Linked DNA regions of Mus musculus: region 1 is linked to region 2. Evidence: chromatin contacts called from public HiCAR-type data. All regions are on one chromosome and are shown on one strand. The core of a region is the stretch at or near the end of the contact, and the rest is flanking DNA. Distances in the headings are between cores, read along the strand shown.

Region 1 (3,828 bases), core at 526-3,025, 200 kb after region 2:
CAGAAACACTCAGAGGAAAAACAAAAATCTTGGAGCTGTCATGGAAAACTTCAGGGGAGATGGCACAAGCTTGAAACTGCAGCAGCCACACAAAGAGCCAGGCAAATGTGGTATCCACTTGTGACCCTAGCTTTCAGGGAGCAGAAACAGGGGCTACCCAAGGCAAGCTGGCCTGCTAGCTAGCCACAGTCAGTGAGCTCCAGGTTCAGCGAGAGACCTTGACTCAGTAAAGATAGTGGAGAGTGATAGGGGAATGCCTAGCATCAAGTCTCCACAACAGAGGCATATGCACACATGTGCACAAACAGGCACCAAGGAATGTGATGCCCTAATCAGCAGGAAGTACTATGATGACATCATTGCCCCTTTCCCCTCTATCCTTTTTTCTCTCCTATATAGTGTTAGGGGGTTGAAAAGGAAGAAGAGGAGGAGGAGGAGGAGGAGGAGGAGGAGGAGGAGGAGGAGAAGAAGAAGAAGAAGAAGAAGAAGAAGAAGAAGAAGAAGAAGAAGAAGAAGAAGAAGAAGAAGAAGAAGAAGAAGAAGAAGAAGAAGAAGAAGAAGAAGAAGAAAGAGTGGAAGAAAAGGGAAGCTACAAAGAAGCCAAAAGAATGGCTACAGAGGCTGGGCAGGCCTGGGTGTATGGGTTGTTTTATGTGTCACAATGATAACATTAGCTGTCGGAAGCAACTTAAAAAAGGAAGGATTTTTTTTTTTTTTTTTTTTTTTTTTTTTTTTTTTTTTGGTGTTTGCAGGGAGTTTCCGTCTACCCTGGTAGGGTTGGTATGGACAATAAGCAGCCTGTGTACAAGGGAACATGACGTGGGTGATCACACTGAATCAGGCAGAGAGGAAAGCATTGGGTTCTGAAGCAGGGCCAAACAATATCCTTCAAAAACCTGTCCCCAGTGACCAAGCAGTAGCAGGCAGGCCTCACCTCCTGAAACTTGGACAGTTACTCAGAACAGTGCTAGCCACTGTGGACCAAGTGTGCACACACCCGAATCTGTGGGAGATATAACACACATCAACCACAATACTGGGAAGGTTTTCAGTGTCCCTGCACTACTGGGAAATATCAATACAGGAAAACTAGAATAAGAGAATAAGAAGTTAGGGGAGGGTGGATGTGGGAAGAAAATACAAGGTTTCACACACACACACACACACACACACACACACACACACACACACACACACACACAGTCCTGGCTACTATGTTACAAGACTCAACTAAGACAGAGCCAGCTGTTTGCCAGTGTACCCTCCAGGAAAAATCTATAACCCAAAACTGCCCAGCCCAAGGATGGAGAGAGAGAGAGAGAAAGCCCTCTGTAGACACTCTCCTGTCTCCATCTGTCCAAAGGAATCTTGTCAAAGTTAATCCCCCTATCCTTCTGGGTTGAGTCATTTGGCCATTTTGGACACACATTTCTCTCTGGGAAGTAGATTCAGAACCACTCGGGGTGGCCACTGATGCAATTTGTGGGAGGTGGCAGGGGGAATGGGGGGTTCTGTAGCTGTCCAGAAGCCACGGAGAACTGGGTACACCTAAAAGGGAGGCTGGGAATGAAAAAGGACAGGCGGGTAAGAGAAGAGTGAAGCCAAGGCAAAGGTTTTCTGATTAAGGCTCAAAGTTTAATTTTCAGCTCTGCCGTTTATATAGGGGAAACTCAAAGACCCATTCTTTGTTTCAGCTGGAGTATGTTGCTTTGTTTCGGCTGGACACTGTTGTAAAGCAAGCTCAGCGGGCAGTCTGCTCCTGCAGGAAGCTGCGGGTGAGGCAAGGCAGAAGACCTCCACTTAGGTCAGAAGTCTCCACCCTAGGTGAGCCAGGTCAGTGGAAGACAATTAAGGTGCAAACAATTTAGCTCTGTTTAGCCCAAGGCTGGGAGGAGGGCACAAGGTTTGAGACAATGTTGGAGACCCTAGAGGTCCTGAATGAATTCACTTCCTTCCTCAGGCTGCCATGCCAGTCTTAGAGCTGATGAAAGGGAGTGGTGAGGTTGGGAGAATCCGGGGAGACCTGACCACACATGGAATCAGTCGTGGGCAGTCTTCTTGGGTGCAGACAAGCTTCCAGAGCTTTCTGCACAGTCATCCTCATTCGGTCCAGTTATTTAAGTCTTCCACAAGGGCAACGTGAGGCTTGGAAAGCAAACCCCACATTGGATTGATGCTGTCACTCAGGAGTTCTCTGGCCAACTGTCAAAGCAAGCTGTCGAAGATTGAGGACAGTTGTCCCGAAACTCAAGAATAAGGACAAAATTAGTCCCTGATCCAGTTTGCTTAAGTTTGGTTTCTCAGTAAAAACTTGTTTCTTTTTAAACAGGGATGGGGTGGGGTGGGGTGGGATGGGGTGTCAAGATGTGCTTGCCTGTGTCTGTTTCCGACCTCCTCAGGAAAAGGAGAAGGGAGGAAGGTGAGACACACAGAAAAGAAGGAGCAGAAGTAGCAGTTGGCACACAATGTCTTTGGGAAACTAAGTCTAAGGTAGCCCTGAGACATGTGGCACAGGAAAAGCTCATGAGTCTCTCTGTCACTGCCTCATCCGACAAATGTGTGAATTTGGAGCCAGCTTCGGGACCACGAAAGCAGTTAAAACCACGCTTTGAATTTCTAGACATGTAGTGAGGTGGAGGTAGTAAACCAGCCCATGGCCGATATTCTGGTCTCCCCTGGAACGTTGATCTTAATTAACTCTAAAAACGCTGGTGATATCAGCAGTTGATTGGCAACTTCTCAGTCCATATGAACTGCTTCTCAGCTGGTAGCTTCTAATTAATTTCTGTCCCTGTCCTGTCCCCCCACCCCGTTGTCACTCCTCCCCCCTCCATCTCTCCCCCTCATCCCTTCCATCCCATAAATCAGAAGGATCCGTCATATCTTCTGCTTTTAAGTCAACTGAGGCCCTAGGGCCTGCTGCCTTCTGCCTGGCCAGGCTAATCCTCACAGTACTTTTTCAAAAAATAAAAATAAAAAGATTAGCATTACCTGAAGCTACAAAAGAGCAGAGGGAAGAACGAAAGAGGGTTTTTTTTTTCTTTTGTGCCCTTGGAGTCCCAGTGTTTCAAGGCCTCCAATATAGCTAATTAGAAGAGAGAATTCAGAATAATGCTCCCTTTCAAATTAAACATAGCGTCAAAGGAATCAATTTGATTACTTTTGTGTAAACAGTTTGGGTACTGTGGAAATTTTTCACCTGGTGGGTATGTTCTTTTCAAAAACTCCGATCATTTTTTACATCACTTTATAAATCCTGATGTCTCCCAATAATACTTAAATTGGCTGACTTTTGTGAAAGGTTCTAGCCCCTTTAGCCTTCACTAAGATCATATTGTGAAATTTCAATTGTGATGTGCTGGGGAGATGTTTAAACTTAAGAATGTTTCTAGAATGTTCAGTACCATATGATTCAATTTTCAGGGCCCATGGAGCACAGTAAAGAGTTGATGCGATCCTCTTCAAGTGGAAACAATAAAGTGGAAATAAGAGCAGTACCCAAGACCTTCTACACTCGTGGCAATAGAAATGCCAGCCTACACGGCTTTGCTTTTTTATGTTTGTTTTTAAAAGAGAAGCATTTCAGGCATGGAGAGATGATGGCTAGGCTATTAAGAGCCCTGGCTTCTCTGGGTTCCCTTCCCAGCACCCATATAGCAGCTCACAACCATCTATAACTCCAGCTCAAGGGCATCTTGCTTGTTTCCATGGGCACCAGACACTCGAGTGGTACTTAGACAGACATGAAGGCAAAACACTCATTCATACATATAAAGGAAAATAAAATTTAAAACTCAAAGAGAAACATTACAGTTGTTACCAGCTTCG
Region 2 (3,422 bases), core at 76-2,575:
TGGCTAGGTCTAGGTGGATCCTGGAGTGCAGTCTTGGAACAGCCCACCAGGGCCTCAGTGCAGGTCTCCATGCTTTGTTCAGACATCTCCCTGCTGTGCTCCGAGAAGCTGTAGGGCACATTCATCCGCCCAGGCTCGAGGCCTTGCCTCACACTCGGCTCCTTTATCGTTTCAAGAGATTTGCACTGTGGAGGTCAAAGGGAGCAAGCCGGGCCAGGCCCCACCTCAGCACCAGCCAAAGTTGCTGTCAGCACCAGATGGAGAAATCGTCAGCCCAGCCAGGTAAGAGGCCAAGGGAAACCTCTGCCTCATCAGAAATACTTTGCATTTTTCCTCCTCTTTTTGCAGATGAGCAATGGTGAGAGATGAGTTCTGCCTTCTGAATGTGACTTCGTGGTCCATAGTGTAAGTGTGCATTATGCAGATGTTCTAAATGCATCAACACAATTCTCCAGAAAGCCCTGGAGACTAAGCTGCCTTGGGATTTTGCCACCGTAGGGTGCTCAGAGTCACACGAGCACACGGATTTACCAGTATGAAAATTATAGCAGACATCCACCAAGGCATCTGCTTTGCAAAGAACCTAAACACTAGATGCTATATCTTCTTGCATATCACCGCAGAATTAAGACTCATCTTTCTCCTTTCTGTTTATCCAGTCTGTTGGGTAAGTAGAATTGGCTAAACCAATGTTCTTCCCTTCATCAGCTCAAGTGACTTGTAGCTTCTCCCTCTTCTTTAAGGGAGGCCGTGCTGGCTCCTTGTTTTGGATGATTCTCTTGAGAGCCTTTCAAAGAGCCTGTTCTATTCTTTTTTTTCTCTCCACACAAGAACGAGTGCCATCTTCCTGCTTAGAGTGTCTTCCATGGTCTGAGGCCCACTGGAGAGCTTCCCTGGGAAACTTTTCCCCAGGTGTCTTGGGACATGAGGGAGAGAGACAAGGTAGAGAGAGGGGTGGAGGAGGGGCACCGGCTTTTATAGGAAAGTGGAGAAAACTCACCACACAGTTAATTAGAAAGTGCCATGAAGCAAGTCCAAACTTTATGGCTTTCCTAGAATTGATGACGGCTTCTAACTGGGCCTGCCCGCTCCCATGCAGGTGTGTGCAACCTCCAGGTCCATATGGTTTTTGGCTGCCCCGGGCCTCATTCTTTGTTTAGCCCAGGATCCTGTAACTGAATATCGCTTAATAACTTTTTGTAATAATGTAGCTTGAATCAGCTTCTAGGTCCAACCAACCTCTGCTTCCTACAGACTCCCGCTGTCTTCCTGGCACACCTGCAGGGAGACACAGCCCCTTGGTTGCCCCTAGGGCAATAGCTTACAATAGTCTTAGGCTTACAAAGAGGCAGCTGCGGGTTCAATGAGGGAGGAGGCCAGGGTATAGAGCTTACTCTCTAGAAGTAATTTGTTTCACTTAGGACCTGCCAGGAGGGCTGGAGTCCTGTGACTTGAAAAAAAAAAGCCAGAGTTTTTTTTACTAAAATAAAAAAAAATTATGGTAATGTATAACACACAAGCAAGCCCTGGCTTATACAATCTGATTTATAGGCACCCCTGAAGGTCCAGGTCACTTGGGAGCCCGAGAATGGTGGGGCCAGCCTTATTACCAAAGAAATTCTCTCCTTTCTCCATTTGTTGTGGTCCTGATACCCTCCCCTTCAACCCCTCTGCCCCACCTCCTTAACTAAGGGCATCACACTGGGAAAAGTCCCTTGTGGCTGCAAGTCAGACTCAGCTGGATTCCTGGTCTTAGTCCTGCAATGAGGCAAGCCTGGAGTTCCAGAAAGTGGGTGCTCATTTGATTCTTTTGGGTCTTTCTGAATTTCAGAATGTCTAAGGAGCTTTTGAAGGATACCGGTACCTGGTCTCACTGCGCTAAATAAAAAGTGTTCTGGTGAGTCCAGAGAGTCCTTGGCTGGGCAAATGATTCTCCTTGGGAACTCCCTTCAAGTAAGGTGCAGCCATGGTCACTTGTTGTGCTTTGACGTGTTTCCCTATGCCTTCTGTCCTCAGGGGTGGGGGTGGAGCTTGCTTGAGCCTATAGTGCATCCTTTGTGCCACAAAACACAAGAGCAGGTGATAGGAGGGAGGGAGGCACAAAACTGCACTTTGGTAGTTATCTAGGACTCTAAAAATAGACGCAGAATCAAGAAAGAAATAGACACATGTGTTCTGTCCCCAAAGTCCTGAGCAGGGAGCAGAGGGTCAGACATGTCCCAGAGGGTCAGCAAATGTTCCAGGAAGCCCTTACCCATGGAAGGATGCTGCCATTCAGCTGGACGGAGGCAGACTCCATGACCCTTTGGGGCTGGAGATGGAAGAACAGAGCACGGGAAGGGGTTTCACCTTTTTTGTGTTTACTCCCATCATAACGCTGATCGTGCCCAGTCCCAATCTGCACAACAGTGGCAGCTATACTAGAATTTATTTACACATGAGGACTGAAGAATCATGCTATCCATCCATTTGTATTATCTCACCACATCTGAAAAAAAGAAAGAGATAATTGATGGGTATTGATGTGTTTTATAAAACCAAGAATATGTTCTGTAGGGCACAGTATGGTGCCGTGGGAGGAGGTAACTCAGTGGGCCCATGCTGAAGCATCGTACCAGTCATATAATGGGTTTAGTATACAATAGAGTTTATTTGGGGGTGTGGGAAGGGGAGTTGAGACAGGAGTAGAGGCAGAGAGAGAGAGAGAGAGAGAGAGAGAGAGAGAGAGAGAGAGAGAGAGAGATCAGAGAGAGAAAAGGGGCAGAAGGGCAGATAGAGTTAGACATTGAGGGAGAGGCCAAACAGTCCCTTTTATAGCAAGCCAGGCCTATGTGGTTGTTGCTAGGTAACTGTTGGGCCGGATCGTACAAGGAATGCCAGCATTCCTCCATTTTAGTTTAATTTAAAAAGGAGAATCTAGAAAGAAGTGGTGGTGAAACAGGAATAGGGTCATTGTGATCTTTAGCTACTTCTTGCTGACTTTGGGGTGACATGTCTCTGGGGAACCTAAGAAAATGGGAGTGGGGGTGCTGGTCCAGTCTTAGGAGAGTTAGCTGCTTCCTTGCTGTCTAAGATCTGTGGAACCATTTTTAGGTAGGAAGGTGCAGGTCCAGTAGAAGCGTCTGTGTCTGTGAGAGCAGGCTGGAGCATCTGTGGCTTGCTTCTCAGGAGCTGTCCTGGATGTAGATTTTTAAAGCTGTACTTGCTAAGATGCTTAAACACACACGCACACGCACACACACAAAGAAAATAAAGTTAAGTAGATTTGGGAGAAAAAACTTTTCTTAGGTGTACATTTGAAACCCTTAGGTCTTGGTGGTTGAGATGAGGGGAGTCCCCAAACCAGGGAACAGGAGGGAAATGCCACCCTCTGGAATAGGTAACAGGTAGAAACTCAGACTATTAGTTGGTGGATGTTCATA

Evidence for each region. HiCAR-type assays count read pairs that join an accessible place to other places.
Region 1: a contact with region 2 is called in a HiCAR-type map of embryonic stem cells, with 5 times the contacts expected there. The contact joins two enhancer-like sites. A contact is called at or near these places in 2 of 484 Hi-C or Micro-C datasets (the N1E-115 cell line and nephron progenitors), 4 of 115 datasets of contacts at active chromatin or transcription factors (all in embryonic stem cells) and 1 of 9 other capture datasets (embryonic stem cells).

What each region holds. Positions count from the first base shown.
Region 1 is chr13:97,800,801-97,804,628 of GRCm38.p6, forward strand. No RefSeq gene overlaps it. Among named protein-coding and RNA genes, the nearest start is that of Gm41031, 23 kb to the right of the region's middle. Within about 2 kb of position 1,776, at least 3 of the 459 cell types and tissues checked have an H3K27ac peak or open chromatin away from gene starts, as enhancers often do. A contact at or near this core is called in embryonic stem cells, where this site is marked.
Region 2 is chr13:97,600,201-97,603,622 of GRCm38.p6, forward strand. Gm34087 (a long non-coding RNA gene) reads right to left here. Exons shown (of 5, transcript XR_873831.2): 5 at 2,410-2,488. Among named protein-coding and RNA genes, the nearest start is that of Gm34087, 21 kb to the right of the region's middle. Within about 2 kb of position 1,326, at least 9 of the 459 cell types and tissues checked have an H3K27ac peak or open chromatin away from gene starts, as enhancers often do. A contact at or near this core is called in embryonic stem cells, where this site is marked.